2 separate regions of the Sus scrofa genome follow, and region 1 is linked to region 2. A link is a contact called in public Hi-C data. All regions are on one chromosome and are shown on one strand. Each heading gives the region's core, a stretch centred on a gene start, on an enhancer-like site or on the middle of the called end of the contact. The rest is flanking DNA. Distances are from core to core; before and after follow the strand shown.

Evidence for each region. Hi-C and Micro-C count contacts between places; a contact is called where the count stands out from the background.
Region 1: a Hi-C map of skeletal muscle shows a contact between it and region 2, with 6 times the contacts expected there. The contact joins the enhancer-like site here to the promoter of HNRNPA3 in region 2. A contact is called at or near these places in 2 of 5 promoter capture datasets (fetal liver and liver), 22 of 47 Hi-C or Micro-C datasets (adipocytes, alveolar macrophages, blood and 13 more) and 2 of 2 datasets of contacts at active chromatin or transcription factors (alveolar macrophages and skeletal muscle).

The regions. Positions count from the first base shown.
Region 1 is chr15:82,992,949-82,996,378 of Sscrofa11.1, forward strand. All of the region lies in intron 3 of NFE2L2 (nuclear factor erythroid 2-related factor 2), which reads right to left. Among named protein-coding and RNA genes, the nearest start is that of HNRNPA3, 36 kb to the left of the region's middle. Within about 2 kb of position 1,388, at least 9 of the 83 cell types and tissues checked have an H3K27ac peak or open chromatin away from gene starts, as enhancers often do. A contact at or near this core is called in alveolar macrophages and skeletal muscle, where this site is marked.
Region 2 is chr15:82,956,712-82,960,163 of Sscrofa11.1, forward strand. HNRNPA3 (heterogeneous nuclear ribonucleoprotein A3) reads left to right here and starts at 1,618. Exons shown (of 10, transcript XM_021075138.1): 1 at 1,618-1,773. The coding sequence starts at 1,702. It overlaps LOC110256983 (a long non-coding RNA gene), which reads right to left and starts at 1,526. Exons shown (of 4, transcript XR_002339079.1): 1 at 1,015-1,526.

The DNA.
Region 1 (3,430 bases), core at 138-2,637, 36 kb after region 2:
TGCTCAAAAGTGACTAGTGGCAAGTGACAGTGTGGCTCTGGGAACCTAACAGAATAAGCCCTCCTGTGCTCTTCTTAAGGGGGAATTCTATTGAACGGAACTCTTCAGTTTTGCAAATTACTTCCTGAGGATACAATGGGAATATTAACCCTTCAAAGGATGCTAGGTAGTATTTATACTGTTAGCAGTTATTTGCAAAAAGCTACTTCAAGGACCTGAAAGTGCTCCTGTGAGTCAGAGTTATTAGGCCAGCCCGGAATGCTTGATGTTACTGAGCAGGGTTATGGTCCAGAAGCCACACAATTACCAAATTATCACAAAGGTCAACTGGTAGTTCCCTGGTGGCCTAGTAGTTAAGGATCTGGCCTTGTCACAGCCAGCGGTGGCTCAGGTCACTGCTGTGGCAAGGGTTCAATCCCTGGTTGGGGAACTTCCACATGCCACAGGTGGGGGGAAAAAAAAAAGTCACCTGAAGAATGGGTAGAAATAAGGGGATCAGGTAATCTGAAAGGACTACTTGTTCCAGCTAAGGATATAAATTAATCTCGAGTTGAAAATTACATTTCAACTGCTTTCAGTGTACACTTGAGCATGCACAGTGCCCACTGTTGTTGCCAACTGCCAGGCAGCAACCTGGATGTCTTACAGTGGAAACGATAATTAGTACATATGTCACACTTCATTCCCTTAAAAATCAGTACGGGAATATTTTCTTAAGGTAAATCTTTTCAACTAACTTGCTAAATAAATATGCAAGGATAACGGTTAGGTGGGTTGGGGGTGGGGCTTATGATTTGAGAATGAAAGATCACAGTGTCAATATTTTACAGCCAGGTAAAGGCAAGTATGACACAGTATAGCAATAATAACAGCCACCATTTACTGTGCACTTTCTCTGTGCTCCACCCTCTTCCAAGCACTCGTGGCCAGGGGCCAGGAGCTCACTTATATGCACCACAATCTGCAAGCAAGGTGGTGCCGCCATCCTCCCCCCTTTGGAGCAAGGAAACTGAAGCATGGAGAGGCGAAGGCACTTTGCCCCCAGACTCCCCTCTAATTAACAGTGACTGCGATTGCACTCCACCCCTGGTTTTCATGACCCAAGCACTCAGATAACAGAGGCTGGAAAGTACTCAGAACAGCCGGGGCCTCGTGAAGGAGGCTGCACAGTGCTGTGCCTGCGGGGCTCTGCTGCTAACTCGCTGGAGAGTTGCTCTGGGCTGTCAGGGAAAACAGACTCGCTACCTGTCCTCACAGAATTGTTTCTCACTTGGGAGAAAAGTATGTGAATGCCCCTCTAAAAATACACAGGACAAGCCAGGGGTGAGGTATTAAGGCTATTAATAGATTCAACTGCTGTTGCAGATGTCAAATGAACATGAGAAGCATCTAATTTGGAGGCTTCTGGGTCTAAGCACTATACAAAATGTGGAAGGTGAGCTCCTACTTTATTTATGGATCAGCCACTGCATGGCAACCACAAGGGCAGCAGGTGTAAAAAGTTTTCAGTGTTATCCTCTTCCTCACAGCACTTGTTTAAGGTCTGTCCCTTCACCATTTTACATCCTCCCCCCCCTTTTTTAATTTTATAATGATTTTTATTTTTTCCATTATAGCTGGGTTACAGTGTTCTGTCAATTTTCTGCTGTACAGCAAGGTGACCAGTCACACATACATGTAGAGATTCTTTTTTCTCACTTTATCATGCTCCGTGTACATCCAGACAAAACATTTCACCTTTTTAAAGGCCAGAGTCACTTAGGGGTAGTTATTCCAAAGGAAATAGTTGAGTCTTCAGAGACTTAAAGATGGGTTGGGAAGAGGATGAGGCCACAGGGGTCAGCTCCGTTCATGTGTGGGTTTAACCCTCCACAACCCAAATTCTCCACCTCCCAAATTCTTTCTGTTTGGGATTCTGGGCCTAAAAACAGAGCAGTGTCCACTGGCAGACTGTACAGAGTTAAGAAATTCTGCTACAAGCTGCAAACTGGAGTTCTGCACTTGCCATCTGCCTCTACCTGGATTTAATCACGAGCCACTGCAGCTGCTGACCCACAGCACCCCCTGAGCGGAGCTCAGGGTGGAAATCAGGAATGAAGCGCTCTGCTCTGGGGAAACTGGAAGAACAGGTCTTCAGATAGTCAGATATCATTAGAAGATTTTATGTGCCCGATTCTTGCATCTGCTCCTACCTAGAAAAACACTGAAATCCCTCATAGTGATGGCTGCTCCTTGTGACTAGGAGTACCTTCTCGAGACCAGCAACAAACTTCTGTGAAATGTGTGCACCTCTCCCCTCACCTGATCACACATACCCTGATACGCCCCCTTTCCTGTTAAGGGCAGTATTTCAAGACCATCTAAAATACCTGGGCTGTAGTTAAGTGGACCAAACTAAGGATGCCACAGTCATGAGAATGCAGCCATCTCTAGCAGCCACCTCCAAGGGGGAGCCAGTGAGCCCCGAAGGCTGTGAAAACTCAGGATACAGAATGATTTCAGACCTCTTTTGCTCCTGCTCCCTGCCCTTTGTTGCAAAAACTCCTCTATATCCTATATCCTTTGTCTCCTGGCAGCGGTTTCTGGGGGCTACCTGGGATGCTGTCTCCTTATTTTGCCCCAAATAAAATTTAGCCCTCGGAGTTCCTGTCATGGCACAGGGGAAATGAATCCAAGTAGGAACCATGAAGTTGCGGCTTTGATCCCTGGCCTCCCTCAGTTGCCCGTTGCCGTGAGCTGTGGTGTAGGTTGCAGACGAGGTTCGGATCCTGTGGGGCTGTGGCTGTGGCCGGCAGATGTAGCTCTGACTGAACCCCTAGCCTGGGAACCTCCATATGCCACAGATTTGGCCCTAAAAAAAAAAAAAACTTAACTCTCAGCTTTCAGGATGTGCAATTAAGTCGACAAAGCAAAGGTGTCTGGGATGGAGTTCAAAAGATGGTTCATCCATCTGACTAAGCTGGAAGCTGAGGATCCTGTGGACATACTGGAGGGGTCTCCCCACAGAAGAGACCGGGCAGCGTGCGGCCCTCTGCTGTCCTAGGGCACATGTGGGGCCTGGTGGTGGATTGGTTTTATGTCTCAGGAGACTTCAGTCTCCACAGCAATCTGGCCCCGACATGAAGCCAGGACATGTTACAGGAGAATGAGAAGCTTACAGCAAAGAGTGCAAAGGGCATGGATTACACATTGCACAGGATTCAAAGGGGGATTTTTAGAGTGGGCCAAGGAAAGCTCAGATCCCACATCCCAAGCTTCCCTGACAATCACCACAGCCACCAGGTTTGCTGAATGTATAGCGTATGCTGGATCTTGTGCTCAGTTCTCTTTTACTTAATTCTAAGAACATGTGACCCAGATAATTAGCCACATCCCATGATGACAGGACTGAAGCATTCCCATCGTATATTTATCAACCTCTCTGGGCCTC
Region 2 (3,452 bases), core at 368-2,867:
TAAGGCCTGGTGACTGTTTTTGCCCCAGAACAGAGTACCTTTTGCTCTTGTTTCCCAAATAAAACACTGTTCCACTTGGGCAATGCTAGATAAACATCAAAATCTTGATCTTTGTGTTCCTTTTTTTCCAAACTCTGAACCCACCATTACCCATTCATTAGCTAACTGCTTTTCAAATAATGGAGAATATAAATGATTAGATTTCTGATCTTTCCAAAGGAGGGCCAGATCAATTCTAAAGGGTTGGTACATTAAAATACAGGGCATTTCTTAGCATGGTAGGGAAACCTGCCAACTGTGGTCTCTTTTATCAGTACCTTGCTCAAATACGGATCCACAAATTATTTACAGCTGTCATGGGTGTCGGAGATGACCAAATCTCGAAAAGACCCTAAAACTAAAGCTTAGCATGTAAATCAACTATACTTTAATTAAAAAAAAAAAAAAAAAAGCTTAGTAAGTTCAAATGACTTAAAGTTACTAGGTAGGGAGTTTACGTCTTGGCTCAGTAGTTAACAAACCCTACTAGTTGTGGGCTCGATCCCTGGCTTCGCTTAGTGGGTTAAAAATCTGGATTGCCATGAACTGTGGTGTAGGTCGCAGATGCGGCTTGGATCCTGCCTTTCTGGGGCTGTGGTGTAGGCGGGCAAGTGCAGCTCCAATTCGATCCCTAGCCTGGGAGCCTTCATGTGCTGCGGCCCTAAAAAGACAAAAGACAAAAAAATAATAAATAAATCTATTTCTAAAAAAAAATTACTAGGTAGGCTGAGATTAGCTCCATAGTATTTAACTCCTTAATTGATCTTCTACGTTATACTTCACAAATAAAAATAAGATAGAAATCACTCGCAAATAGGAAGCATATCTGGTGATCCTACTTTTCATCAATCTTGTAAATCATTCCTTAAATCCTGTCTGTGAGAACAGTTGCTCAGTTCTTTCCACAGTAACTAGAAGTGTCAGAAAATAGTGCCAACAGATTTCTTAAGATCAGTGTGTACCTAATTAACTGACCTCGAACGCTCCTGCCTCAGCTGTTAAGGATGAAATTTCAGTGTCAGCCGCGCGTTTTAAGGTCTTTCCAAGGTGCTCAAGATACACACAATCGGTGTCACAGGAATTTTCAGTGCGCGCCCTCACAGTGGGCATCGCAGTCAGACACACACCAGTTTCTGGCATTTTGAAACCCGCGAGAAGACACCGAGGGGGCTTTCTTGCAACCATAAAGTACAAGAGAAAAGTGTGGTTTTATTCACGCACGGGAATGAAATGAATTTGGTAATGGAAAGCTAGAGGCCCACGTGGGGGAGGGGAAAAGGAGCGCAAGAAGAAAGGGAAACAAGCCTTTTTCTCCGGTGACGCGCGGTCACGAGGCGTTCCCCCGACGTGGGCGCTGGCCATTGGCCGAAACCCAGACGACGTCCTCGCAGCCACCCAGGCGCGAACGGCGGCTAGGGCGGCGTCGCACTGGAAGTTGGCTGAGCGCGCGCGCTCCCGGGGCCTGCCACGCCCCCACCCTCTGCCCGCCAACCCGCTCATCCAGTCCCTCTTCGCGCCCAGTTGGCCACGCCCTGCACCTATTCGCCCCTCCCCCCACTAGGCCGGCGGCGCGCGGAAGGCGCGTCACGTGGTCACTGGCCCCGCCTCTTCCTCTCGGTCCCATATTGAACTCGAGTTGGAAGAGGCGAGTCCGGTCTCAAAATGGAGGTAAAACCGCCGCCCGGTCGCCCCCAGCCCGACTCCGGCCGTCGCCGCCGCCGCCGGGGGGAGGAGGTATTAGGGGGAGAGTGGGGGGTTGATGGGTAATGGCCAGCATGAAGGGCCTGGCTCGGTGGGAGCGGGGAGGCCGGGCGGACCGGGAGGCTGTCCCGCGCTCTGCGTTGAGACGGGCGGTGGTGGGGGGAGGGGAACGGGCTTCAGAGGTTTTTTCGGGGCTTCTTGCCCGCCATGCGTCTCCTTCGTCTGCACAGGTGGTCTTTTGCTGCGAGGCGTGGCTGGGGAGACCTCGGGAGGGAAGTTGGTCCGCCGGCCGCGCGGCCTCGCATCCAAGGCCGAGGACGGCATGGCGGGCCTCGGCGGGAGCGGTTGGGAGGAGGCGGTGGGGGAGGGGAGGGGACGAGCAGGCACATCCGGGCGAGCTAGCAGGCGGGCGGCGGCCACACTGACATTGATCCGCTGCCGCGTTACGAAATGGCGCATTGGCACGCAATGGCCGCCGCCTGGCTCCGCCGCCGGGAGAACGTGGGATTGGAAGGGAGAGGAAGGAGGCGGCCCAGCAGAAAATGCCGCAAATGGCCTCGAAGCTTGGGGCCTAGTGCTTTCAAGGATGTTCTCCCGGTGCCTTAGGCCTTACATACCTCTCTCAGGAGAAGAGATTCTCTCGGCTGTGTTCTTCGCAACACTCAGTTGAAAATAATTTTTTTGTTTAGTTTGCTGCTTTAAAATACTTTTTGGTCTGCCATTTTTGCTGAACTACTTAGAATTATACGCAGATTTGCACCATGTGGGTTAAATACTGCATCTTAGAATTTGCATGTAGATGTAAAGTAGGAAATTAAAAACTTTTTGATACTCATGTTTTCTTTTTTCTGACGGGTTGGCTCACGTTGTAGTTTCTTGGGTATTTGTTTTAGAGGACTGCAGCTAGAGTCGAATTTTTTCTTTTACTTGAGATAATTTTCCTGTTACAGTTTCCGTCAACTTTGTGTAACGTCAAGTACATTTAATCAGAACTTGGAAAGTGAGACTAAGTGAAGTAGTACTTTAGGCTATTAATCATTTAACTTTCCTAGCATGTCATAGTCTCTTCATATTAGATGCTTAATGTCTCTACTTTTAGAAGACACAGGAAGACCTTAGAATGTAAATGTGAACTCTTTTTAAGGACTTTGGATGCATATAAAGTGGCAGATCTTGTTTGTTAAATTGTGAAACGGTCAGGCCGTGTCTTAATTTTTTAGATTTCAATTTGTTTTATTGTGCTCCATTCCTGTCAAATAATATACTTAACACAAATCCTTTTTTGTGATCAAATAAAATGTTGTTATTGACATTTTTGGTGTTGTACAGCTGTGAATAGGAACTGTTTACAGTATATTAGTTGTAACAAATCGATTACAAGAAGGTATCAAGCAAGATACGTGGTGGATTTTTTCATGTCTTTTTAGGAGTACTTATTTTAACATCTTTATTTGCTTGTAAGTGGTAAATTTCTCTAAATTTGGCATTCATAATGCAGGTTGTACTTCAGAGTTTTGTGGTTTAAAATTAAATGCTTGTTAGGGTGTAGACACAGGGGAAGACATAAAAAGAAATGGCATAGATGTATCACTGCATTTACAACACTTTGGTTTCTTAGGAAATGGTTTCTCAGTAGCAACTTCTAAAATAATTTGTCCCCAGACACTTGTAAATTGTAGTTCAAAATTACGGGACTTTTGATTGTGGAATTC